2 separate regions of the Drosophila melanogaster genome follow, and region 1 is linked to region 2. A link is a contact called in public Hi-C data. All regions are on one chromosome and are shown on one strand. The core of a region is the stretch at or near the end of the contact, and the rest is flanking DNA. Distances in the headings are between cores, read along the strand shown. Region 1 holds the start of a6 (a6,). Region 2 holds the start of CG14795.

The links. Hi-C and Micro-C count contacts between places; a contact is called where the count stands out from the background.
Region 1: a contact with region 2 is called in a Hi-C map of the Kc167 cell line, with 1.9 times the contacts expected there. The contact joins the promoter of a6 here to the promoter of CG14795 in region 2. A contact is called at or near these places in 16 of 107 Hi-C or Micro-C datasets (the D17-c3 cell line, the Kc167 cell line, the ML-DmBG3-c2 cell line and 6 more) and 2 of 6 datasets of contacts at active chromatin or transcription factors (both in the Kc167 cell line).

The regions. Positions count from the first base shown.
Region 1 is chrX:1,694,438-1,697,805 of dm6, forward strand. a6 (a6,) reads right to left here and starts at 1,452. Exons shown (of 2, transcript NM_057961.5): 1 at 1,103-1,452; 2 at 1-1,037. The coding sequence starts at 1,035.
Region 2 is chrX:1,510,935-1,514,247 of dm6, forward strand. CG14795 reads right to left here and starts at 1,869. Exons shown (of 3, transcript NM_130569.5): 1 at 1,727-1,869; 2 at 1,479-1,661; 3 at 1,293-1,423. The coding sequence starts at 1,832. The coding sequence ends at 1,362. It overlaps inc (insomniac), which reads left to right. Exons shown (of 7, transcript NM_001297857.1): 2 at 1-166; 3 at 1,131-2,714. The coding sequence starts at 2,529.

The sequences.
Region 1 (3,368 bases), core at 202-2,701, 180 kb after region 2:
CGCCGCAGCCACCACGACGGGGTGCACCGGTTCGGTGCCGACTCCTCCGTTGACATGTGGACCGGTGCTTTCGCAATCGTCTTCGTCTGAGATCAGTGATATGCTGAGGTCGCTGGACAGTTTTAGGGAGATGGGCGTGGGCGGCGAGGGAGCCACCAAGGGCGCCACTTTGGCGCGCAATGCCGGTGACAGTTTCTGCAGCTGCTCCGGCATCAGGTCGTTCGTGTATTCCGGCACTCCACTAAAAGCCAGGCCTTCGCGTAGTTTGCTCAGCGAGAGTTCGTAAATACGGTTTGCGATGACCGTGTGAACGGTCGTCTCGTCCGGCAGCGTGGCTGTGATGCCTCCGCCCACGTCCACCTCCAGAAAACAGCCCGTTTCATTGCCGCCCTCTCCGCCTTCGGCGGTGGCGAATCCATTGCTGGCCGCCGTCGACGCTCGACACGGCTTGGGGTGACCTGACACCCGCGTCAGGCAGTTGGCAGTGGTGGAGGTGCGCGGCACCAACGAAACAGTTACCTCTTCGATGGTCTCCGACTGTGTGAGCGGTGCGAGCGGTGGCGGTGAGCGCATGGAGAGCTGGGAGCGCACTCTTGCCGTGCTGCTGGGTTCCTGCTCGTTGTGCTCGTCATCGCTGGTTATCAGGATGCTGTCGGTCACTGGGTATGAGTGGGTGGCAGCTCTGCGCGGCGCCTGCCTTCTGCCCGTTCTATGTGCTCGGTGCCCTGGGGCAGGAATCAGGAGGCGATTGTGGCCAGCTGCAGCGGGCTGTCCGGCCGATGGGGTCTCATCGTCATCCGACAGCAGGTCGATGGTCACGTCCGGCTGCAAAGTGGAGGCGACATGGCGCCGCTGCAGATGGGACAGCTGCCGGTCAGTCTTGGAGGCGAGAGCCACTTGGTCGCGCATCCGGGCCATGCAGATCCGCTGGTGCTCAAGCAGGCGTTCCATCCACCGACAGCGGCGCCGCTTGAGACGACGGTTGTCGAACAGCCGGGGCGATATGTAGAATGGTTCGGAATGTTTCTGGTTCATGTCTATAGGCGGCAGGAGAAGAGTTAGTCTGTGACGCCTGGTCGGCCACTGGTGGGCACCTATTTACCGAGTGTGTGGACTCGTCTTCTAGCGGTGGCGGTGCCTGCCACGGGTTGTCAAGGGTCATGGGCTCGGGCCCGTGGGGCTCCTCCTCCTCCTCCTCTTGCTGTTCCACTGGCGGCGAGTACAGTTAGATCCACTGCTGCAACTTGCATAATTGCGTGGCGGCGCAGGGGGATTTCCTTGAGAGGAGCGGAGGCGCGGGACTAGGCGCTGCGCCTCCCGCCGCTGGACATGCCGAGATGCGAGCGGGGCCGAGATGGTTGTTTTTTCGCGCGGCAGCTGCTTAATTTGTGCTTTTGTTGTACTTTAGAGTTCTGTTTATAAAACTGCATCGATAAGCGACCACACATCGATAACGCTTCTCTCGATAGTCCACGCTGCGTGCAACCGTGCACGTCGACTGGCCAAACAGTATCTGTCGGTAGTTATCGATAATGCATTCGCCACTTGGGCGCGCTATTTAAAATCAGCTAGAGAAAATAATGAAGCTTCGAAGCAAAGGACAGAAGGATACAAGTGCTTTGGATCACCAGCAAATCCAGCGACTTGGACACCAGGTAGCCCCGATAAAATTCCTATTAAGTAAAACACTCTTATCTCAAGACAAAGCACTCAAGCTAATTTTGGCACCACCCACAATTTTGAGAAGCACTCAATCGGCGCCGGCGCTCTGTTTTCAGAAGCTTTCACTCACATCTGGGAGAGCTTTCACTCCACATCCGTACGAGGACCGGAACGATAGGGAAGACACCGACTCCAGCTGGAGTCAGTTGGCAGATCGTCGCCTCCGGATGCGGATGTAGATATAGCAACCGCCCTTGGGCTTTTCATGCCTTCGATTAATTTTCGCAGACTTAGGATGCCTGGAAATTAACCACAAAAATCGTGAAGCCCCAAAACTTCCGTTCAAATTACTACAGGGTTGAAAGGAACATAAGGCCTTACAAGCGGAGTCTTGCGATCAGAAGTGGAGCACTAGTTTTGGGTGGGATATTTCAAAATGAAAATAACTGTTAGAAGGCATTTAGTACAAAAATAAGAAATTTTTTTGTTAATAAGTAGCCTTATGTATGCCCTTTCACCCATTTCTCTAGAGACAAGCGAAAAGCTAGCAATCTGATAAATAAAAGTAATCAACGTTCAGGCGTAGGGGCCTAGAGTAGTACCATTGGAAACATATTACTGATACTCGATACTCCACTCCACAACTTGATCTACAGTCTTGATCTCATATTTCCAAATATTCATATATCTGGGTATACATATAGCTTAAGATCAAAGTTATGTTGACTAGCTGTATGAACAAATCGGCGGATCGGATTGTACATTGTTGGGCACTCATTTACATCTGGCTTTAAGCTTTAAGGGTGTGCAACAGCCATGAGTCAAGTACGGTCCGCTGGGGAGCGGGGCGGGCAAGATCCGATTTCAGTAATTCACGCGAATGGCTCATTTCCCCAGCTCGCGGAGCAGCCAGGAGCCAAGGAGCAAAGGCGTTGGAGCTGGAGACGGAGATGTGTCTGCCCTTGGCGAAGGATACCAGTTTACTGGGGGATAAAGGGAGAAGGGCGGCGAGAGACAATAGACAATAGACAGGAACCACAACAAAAATTATAGACTCGGTCTTGACTTGGCTCGACTCGACTGTAGCCGGTGCTTTGCGTTTGGCTGGCAGCACAGGACCTCCGTAGTCCTGGCTGCGCCAGCTGCAGCTCCTTTGACTGTTTGTGTTGTGTTTCTGGATTGCACTTTGGCCGTTTAAGGCCGCGGAGTGCGGAGCAGGAGCAGGAGCAGGAGCAGCAGCACCCACATCTTGGCGCACCACACGCACCCTTAAGCGACTCTCCCTGGTGGCTTTGAATCCGACATCCTACATCCGACATCCAACATCCGACCCCACCCCGTGGCCCATCCGTGTCTGCCTGCAATCGTTTCCTGGCTGGGACGACCAGCCTGGCCCGCCTGTGCATTAAAATGAATTCCTTGCGAGGAGTTGGACGAGCAAGAGGCCAGGCGCAAGGGGCACTGAGTCGATTTGAATGAATGCACGTCCTCGCTGCTCATCCCGGTGCTCATCGTCCTGATGGCGGAAAATGGGGTTCCCGCTTCGCGTCTTCAAGTGTTTGCCTTCCTCAGGTGTTGAGTTGAGTTGCGTCGAGTCGAGTCAAGTTGGCATTGTCTTTTTGTTTTCGCCATCGTCTGCCGCAGTTGTTTTGCTTTAGACCTCCTCTCCGCGCCACTCCTCTCCGCTTGCTCCAGGATGCTCAGGC
Region 2 (3,313 bases), core at 619-3,118:
CACCATCGTCATCATCATCATCATCATCACCACCATCACCAGCATCAACATCAACATCTTCTCGAGCGACACACATTTGAATGGGCGCGTGGGCGTATGCGCGATATCAGCACTTGGTATTGAATAGGCCCAGCTATTAATTGGTTCATCATAGCGTCGCGTTGCGGTAAGTGGAGCATAAAATGTGTAGATCGAACGGCAATCACTACCACCAGCGGCAACACCGGTAATATCGACGACAGAAATCAGTTTGAAGAGCCGAGCCAAGTGAAGTGGGCGGATGGAGGGCGGAATAGTGACAACATCATTTACGTGTAGTTTACACTTCTTCAGCTCTGCCTCCGTTTTCCCTTTCCTTGCTTTCTCTTTCCTTGACTGCCCCGGGGGTAGTGCTCCGGTTAAATCCGCATACACTTGCCACAAACATGACAGACTTCAATCCCCCCCGACCCGCAAAACACCCACTACCCCGTGCTTTGTATTCAAATTAAGTACGTGCCGGAGGCAAGTGCACAAATAGCGAAAATAGTTGGCTGCCATCAGCATTTCTGTCCGCTTAATCAGCCACGGCGCTCTGGGCCAGTAGGGTTCACTGCGCAGGTTGGTGGGTGTGCATGTGCAGGTGGGTGCACGGTTGATGTCTCCCGGTGGTGACACGTTCCTCAGTGGCCATGCAACTTATGACTTGCCCATGACAGCTACATTGACGGCTCTGCACAAAGCAGGACGGGCTCAAAGATAGCAGCAAGAAAGAGAGCAGTCCGATGTGCTTGTCAGCTTCTGTTTGGACAGTCAGCCTAGCAGGAAGGTCTCACCTGAGCCCTAAAGAGGCAAAGGAGAAGGGCAGTGGAGCGCAGCGGGCGGAGGAATTGACTAACTGCCCTCGACAGCACGCACACGCCAGCAGACATCCCCATCGCCTCCTTTGGCCTCCTTCCTAATGCCTCGCTTTCTTTTGTGCTGCCCAGATTTTTCAGCCTTTGACCAAGGGAGAAATTACTCAAGACCACTTCTAATGTCCCCTAGCAGCTGTGGAGGCTATCTCAACATCGTTATCATCGTTATCCCAATCGAATAGGGAGCATCCTCGCCCAAGCTCATTATATTTGATTCGATTTCGTTGACAGCAGACTTCCTTCCGCTCCAAGCAGCTTCCTGTCAACTCTGCAACTCCGTATTAGGTTTCGCCTCTTTGCGCCTATGTACATACGTGTGCCGCAACGGAGATGCGTCATCCAACACGCCCACACGCGCCCAATTAGGCCCAAGTCAAAACAAGATTTGCGGCGATTCGGTTAGTTGTTTTTTATGCCAAGTTCGCCATGACATCAGCACGAAAACCAGCGCCAAGTTGCTACACTTCAATCCGCCTGTGTGGCTGGGACGGCCTTGACTTTGGCCTTCTCCAGTTTCTGCGTCTTCACTGCGATTGGATATAAATCAGTGGAGGATCGAGTGCATAACTGGAGGGAACCCACCTGTGATCAGGACATCCTCGCTGTCCTCGCCCACGCCCTCGCCCTTCTCTGTTCGCTGGAGCACCTGTTTACGCAGCTTGCGGAGGTAGGCCGCTTTGTACTCCTCGCTGGGCTTCCCGCCTGCCCCATAGCTCACCTCCAGCACTGTCAGCGGAATCACGGTGGAGGAGACGGGCACCAGGTCTGCCGAAAAAGGGTGAAATAATAGTTGGTGGCAAGATAACCAACTCATCTCATCGAGCACCCACCTGCCTCGTACTTCTCTTCAGGATTCAGCTTGTACAGCATCGGAGAGGCGGAGACGCTGGCGCAGACCAGCACCAGAACCAGCAATCGCGGCAGAAGATCGGTCATAGTGATGATGATGGTCCAAAAGCCACACACAAACTGGTCTCTTGGCCAAGCAAAAGTTTAAATTTAAATTTGAGAAACTCACCATGGGCGGCAACTGAAAGTATCGCACATTTCCAGCGATTCATCGATAGTCCATGCACAAATTATTTTTAGCAAGCATAGAAACCGACCTAGCGGTGGTATCCACCGATCTAGCTAGGACACACACCGCGGTTTAATATTTCGACAGCAAACGTCAGAAAGAGCCCGATAGACACGTGAAATAAGGAGTTCGTTATCGAAGTACCGCACGCCCGATGAGATCAGACATCGGCAGACGCATGCTATCGATAACGGTCTTGTTTATTAATGAATTAATTAATTAGTCCAAGTTAACTAAAAAAAGTCGAAAAACAGCGAAATCGGCGTAGTCAGCGTGCCCAAGTGGAGTACCCCCAGCGAACAGAGGCAGCGACAGAGTGCAAGAGTGCAAGAGCAAGACGCAGTCGAAGGCCAGGCCACAAGGCGCAGCAACGCAACAAAGACGCAAGCGAAGAAGAAAAGCATGAGCTGAGGCTGTCGTCGCCAGCAAGCAAGGGAATCGCGCGGACAATAAGAGTAGGAGCAGGAGCAGGAGTAGGACAGGAGTGGGAGCACGAGCAGCAAAGGAGCACCAACCCAGCGGAGCACCCGAACCGCAGCAGCGGCAACACCATCATGAGCACGGTGTTCATAAACTCGCGCAAGAGCCCCAACGTGCTGAAAAAACAGGGCACCGACCAGTGGGTCAAGCTGAACGTAGGCGGTACCTACTTCCTCACCACAAAGACGACGCTCTCCCGTGACCCAAATTCGTTCCTCTCCCGTCTGATTCAGGAGGACTGCGACTTGATATCAGATCGGGTGAGTGTTCCGTACCCTATATACGCTAATTGCAGCTCCCCAGTAAATTCAGTGACAAGTCAGTCCATAAGTAACATCACAGGTATCCGAAAAGTGTGCACAATGCAGGTCATGCGGCGGGGGTCCGCCGATTTGGCCAAAGGGACGGGGGCTAGGGGCCATGGGCCATGGGCCAGAAACTAAAAGGAACAAACAAGCAGCCAAGCACAGAGAGCGCGAGAGAGCGTCCTACATTAACTGCAGCTGCAGCCGAGTGTGCTAGTTTGCAATGTTGCGCCCAGAAGGTCAGCCAACCCCCTCGAAACTGGGCAGACCAAATAATCATCATGACAATACTTACTTATAACATGAACACGGTCAATCGACAAACAAATATTTCGGTGGCCCCCCAAGCAGCACGAAATTCCAGTGCCAGGGGCACACAGGCACATTCGCTCTGACCATTCGGTTTTTGTATAAATAAACAGTCCCCTGACCCCTCTCATCACCGTTGAAGCTTAAATAGCTTTGCAACCCGCGTACCCATCCCGGAAAGTTCGATCAAAGACACTTGAATAACAAGATGCGTAACGCCATACGATTTTTTGGCACACGATTTT